Regions from separate parts of the Danio rerio genome. Here region 2 is linked to region 1. A link is a contact called in public Micro-C data. All regions are on one chromosome and are shown on one strand. The core of a region is the stretch at or near the end of the contact, and the rest is flanking DNA. Distances in the headings are between cores, read along the strand shown. Region 1 overlaps ccdc85cb (coiled-coil domain containing 85C, b). Region 2 holds the start of ccdc85cb (coiled-coil domain containing 85C, b).

Region 1 (2,676 bases), core at 66-2,565:
TCAAAGACAGGGCATTACAGGGCCAAAACATCTGCAGCGCGTTGTGTGTGTGTGTGTGTCTGTGTGTGTCTGTGTCAGGGGTGGAGTGAGCGACGTATCTGAGTAGGGGCGAGAGGGGTGTGCAATGTATTTAACGACCGGTTTGCGAGAAATTATCATTCATTTGCAGGCATTTGGGAGTCTCTGTGCACTTGCGGGATACTCCTAGTCGTAGCAACTGGATGAATGTTAAGGAGGATTAAACAAAATTGTTTCTACTCTATAATGTTCTCAACTCACAGCAATAAAACTTTACAATGAGTGCAACAGTTTCTATTCTATAGTTTATTATTATAATTTTTCATTTTCCATATTTGCAATATCTGTATTTTGGCATTTTTTTTGCAGTCCACTTAGAATCCAACATGGAAATCAATGTTTTCTTTATTGGCATTGATTGTTTTGAAATTTAAATGTCATTAACATGCCTGTGTTTTCATTTCTGTAATAAATATGGCTGTCAAGCCAGGATCTTGATGGTTTTGTGTGGGTATGTTGTTTACATGGAGAAATCTGTGTTACAAGTTAAACAAAAATTCTATCAAACAATTATATTTTGAATTTAAGCATTTTTTGTCTTGCGTTTACATTAATTTTACATTTAAATAGCCAAAATTACAAGTTTCAGTATTTTAAATGCGATTAATCGCGATTAATTTTTTTTAAAAGGTGCGATTAATTAGTGAATTTTTTAATTGATTGACAGCACTTATATATATATATATATATATATATATATATATATATATATATATATATAAATAAATATATATATATAAATATATATATATATATATATATATATATATATATATATATATATATATATATATATATGTATATATATATATATATATATATATATATGCAGCATCATTAATTTGACCAATTTCACCCATTATTCTGCTGCTTTTAGTTCATTCCTTTCTTGCACACACAAGCAGTAGTCAGCTCCAAATGTATTGAGAGACAGCACAGCGAAATCATATTCAAATCAATCTGACGTGCTGATCAGCTATTTGTGCATGTTAGCTCAGTGAACTGACATGGAAGTATTTGTGTGTGGCGGCACGACGCGGATGAGCGCATTGGGGGGTGGGGGAGCGAGTCTGTCCCTCTCGCTTTGTCGCTTCCAATCGCATCAGCAACGCTATGACCCACTTCCATAGCCGACACTGCGGCACAAGGCTCACGCGGGAATCTTCAGGAAAGGCCGCATGGGCAGCAACTGTGAAGCTGTCTTCGTGACATCACAGGCAGCCCCTCCTAACGGCAGTCACACCCAAAGCCCACAAAACGCAGCAGGGGTTTCAGATAAATTCCAACACGCTGATGTGGACACTGCTAATGTCCACATTTTTTAAGGTGTAAGGTTGGGGAAAGAAAACACAGACTAGTATGAAAATTATACAACCTATTAAAAGTTTGAATGTCACCGACAATTCACAAAAACAAACCTGTTTGTGTGTGTGTGTGTATGTTTGAATGAATCTTGAAGGAAAGCAAAAAAAATAAAAAATAGCAGGAGGGAAATATCTCAGTGCAAGCTTTCGATGGGTGTGTGCACGAAGTTGCTGGATCAATTGCTGCAAGATGTGGCAGTCCAAGCAGAAACAACAGTCCGTACAGTAATTCATTCCATACTGTCTGACCTCATTCTGTTAGAAAACTACAGCTCGGCGGACAATGAAACTTAAATTAAAGAGAGATGGGAGGGAGGGAAAGAACTAAACTCAATCTGTCTGAGTTTGGATTTCAAGCTTGGCTAAAAAGAAAGTCGGAAAATAAATCACGTTGATGCACAAGCTTTCTGGTCTTCATTATAAGAACAGGAAAGTAAGAGCAGAAGAAAAGAATGTTTGAAAAAATATAAACAGGGTAGGCATACATGCATTTGGATACTGAATCTTGACTGGAATTCCACAGGCTTATAATGAGTTATCACTATTATTATTGCTCTGTTAGGGATTTGAACAAACTAGCTTTACATATTCAAGCATATAATAGCGTGATTTTTTTATTAATTTATATTTTTAGTTTTTTTCTTAACATTTATTTAAAGATTTGCAATGACAGAACAGTGGTATACAGTAGGTGTCTCATGTCATCATATACAATTATACAGCTATCTGTTAAACAATCGTCCACCGGCTTGTAATTCAAGTTTTTTTGAAGGGTAAAATTAACGAAACATAAAAAAATATATAAATAAAACTAAAACAAAAATAGACTTTCAATGTACAATTCTCCAAAAAGTCCTATAAAGCAGAGATTCTCAAGCTTTTTCACTTTGGGGCCTACTTCTTTCTCCGATCAATTTTTGAAGGCCCATCAATCTGATATTTTCTCTAAAATGTTTGTATGAAATGCTCATTTAAACCTTTATTTATAAAAAAATAAACTGAAACATATATATATATATATATATATATATATATATATATATATATATATATATATATATATATATATACATATATATATATATATATATATATATATATATATATATATATATATATATATATATATATTAGGGCTGTCAAAATTAGCGTTAACACACATGATTAATTTTAAATATATAACGCGTAAAAACCCCTCAAAAATCGCAGTTGAGACTTTTTTTTTTCAGCCAAT
Region 2 (2,676 bases), core at 120-2,619, 36 kb after region 1:
GCTGGATTTTTTAGCAGGGTCAGATAACAAATTTCGAAAAAGCTGTATCTTAAACCATCGAGGGAAAGTTTATTCGGTTTTCAAATATTGTATAAATCACAATTTTCAAAATGTAAACCCTTATATGACTGGTTTTGTGGTCCACGGTCACATATCTGATAGAAGTTACTTTGAACAACTCCTGGGTGACACATAAACAGCCTCAGAGATAAAAGACATGCACTAAAAGCCATAGCAATACTGATATCAAAGGTTTTCAAAAATGGCGGCAGCAGAGATATGAATCTACACTCACCATTAAGTCCAGCGGGGATGCTCCTGTGATGATGCGGGGCCGACAGATCATCCATTGATCTTCTCACAGTGCCAATCTTCGCTTCTACAGTCTTGTGGATATGGTTATGATGATGATCTGGACTGCCAGCGCTTCCACCGCTGGATGTGCTGCTCCCATCGCCAACATCTCTTACAGTGCCCGATCCTCCGTTCAGGTTGCTCAGGCTGGACTGGCTGTCAATAGAACTCCTCGATCCAGCTCCATTCCTGTCCTCGTCCAACATGAGAATGATGTCTTTCAGCTCTGCGTTCTCCCGCAGAACGTTTTCCTGGTTGATCTCCAGCTCCTTGAGCTTCTGCTGATAGGTGCTCACCTCCTTCCATACGGAGCTCGCCGTGAACTTCCCAAACCTCTGCCATTCCCGAGACAGCTTCTTACCTTTCTGCCGGTCGTCGTCCAGAAAGCAGCAGAGTTCCCTGAGCTCCTGGTTGTCGTCTTGCAGTTTCTGGTTGATCTCCTTGAGATTGCGAATCTCGTGGAGGTGCACCTGCAGACTGCGGTTGACATCCTTCATCATGTTGCTATGCTCCAGCATCAGGCTCATCTTCTCACCATCAACCCTCCTCAGTCTCCTGATCAAGTCTTCTTTGCTCCACCTGACCAGTTCCTCGTCTGGGATCTTACTCAGGTCATCATTAGGACAGTGTTTGGCCATCATGGCTCTCGCTTACAGTCTCGGAGTATTAAAATACTCAATGTAAATGTGACAGTGTTGCTCTTCGCACCACGAAAACGCAATAAGACTCGTTTAAAAACAAAATACTCATGCGTTAGATTCTATATTTACACGTACAGGAGAAATTTAATAACAAATGTGTTCCCAAACCATTAACGTTACTTTTAATGGTGCCGCACTTACCGACAATTCTGGAATCATCCATGTATTTACATGTCCTAAAATATCCGCGAGATGTGTATCCACAACCATGGTTTAAAATGAAACGATGTTTTTTTCTTTCTCGAGGCAAACAAATAATATTTTAGATCATGTGTGATCTTACAGGTTTCAAGAGCTGCGTTTCAAAATATTCACAACCATAAACACCGCCTTCGTTCAAAAACACACACACTAACATCCGTGTTGTCAGTCATCGAAAGCCCCAAAACGATGTATAGGAGGATTTTTCCTGAGTGTTTGCCAGTGTCGGGTTCTGCTCTTTCCTTGGACTGGTGTGTGTGTGAATTGATCCGAGCGGCTCTGAGCAGGTTCAGAGATGAGAGGCAAAAGGCAGGACCTGCCCTCTTAAAGAGACAGTGTCCTCACTGTCCCGCGCCGGTGTAAAATGAAAAGATTAAATGAAAAGATTATAAATAAAAGATAAATAAAAGATTATATTGTCTTTTTCTAAAAAAAAATAAATAAAGAATTAAATACACAATAACAATTATTATTATTATCATTATTATTCACGCCGGTGTAAAATAAAAAGATTAAATAAAAAGATTATGAATAAAAGATAAATAAAATATTATATTGTCTTTTTCTAAACAAATACAGAATTAAATAAACAATAACGATTATTATTATTATTATTATTATTATTATTATTAATATTATTATTATTATTATTATTATTATTATTATTATTATTATTCACGCCGGTGTAAAATAAAAAGATTAAATAAAAAGATTATGAATAAAAGATAAATAAAAGATTATATTGTCTTTTTCTAAACAAATACAGAATTAAATAAACAATAACGATTATTATTATTATTATTATTATTATTATTATAATTATTATTATTATTATTCACGCCGGTGTAAAATAAAAAGATTAAATAAAAAGATTATGAATAAAAGATAAATAAAAGATTATATTGTCTTTTTCTAAACAAATACAGAATTAAATAAACAATAACGATTATTATTATTATTATTATTATTATTATTATTATTATTATTATTATTATTATTATTATTATTATCATAATTATTATTCACGCCGGTGTAAAATAAAAAGATTAAATAAAAAGATTATGAATAAAAGATAAATAAAAGATTATATTGTCTTTTTCTAAACAAATACAGAATTAAATAAACAATAACGATTATTATTATTATTATTATTATTATTATTATTATTATTATTATTATTATTATTATTATTATTATTATTATTATTATTATTATCATAATTATTATTCACGCCGGTGTAAAATAAAAAGATTAAATAAAAAGATTATGAATAAAAGATAAATAAAAGATTATATTGTCTTTTTCTAAACAAATACAGAATTAAATAAACAATAACGATTATTATTATTATTATTATTATTATTATTATTATCATTATTATTCACGCCGGTGTAAAATAAAAAGATTAAATAAAAAGATT

The links. Hi-C and Micro-C count contacts between places; a contact is called where the count stands out from the background.
Region 2: a contact with region 1 is called in a Micro-C map of caudal fin, with 2.2 times the contacts expected there. The contact joins the promoter of ccdc85cb here to the enhancer-like site in region 1. A contact is called at or near these places in 2 of 18 Hi-C or Micro-C datasets (caudal fin and an unstated tissue).

The regions. Positions count from the first base shown.
Region 1 is chr20:5,343,381-5,346,056 of GRCz12tu, forward strand. All of the region lies in intron 1 of ccdc85cb (coiled-coil domain containing 85C, b), which reads right to left. Among named protein-coding and RNA genes, the nearest start is that of ccdc85cb, 36 kb to the right of the region's middle. Within about 2 kb of position 1,316, at least 20 of the 62 cell types and tissues checked have an H3K27ac peak or open chromatin away from gene starts, as enhancers often do.
Region 2 is chr20:5,379,136-5,381,811 of GRCz12tu, forward strand. It overlaps ccdc85cb (coiled-coil domain containing 85C, b), which reads right to left and starts at 1,370. Exons shown (of 7, transcript NM_001002628.1): 1 at 296-1,370. The coding sequence starts at 992.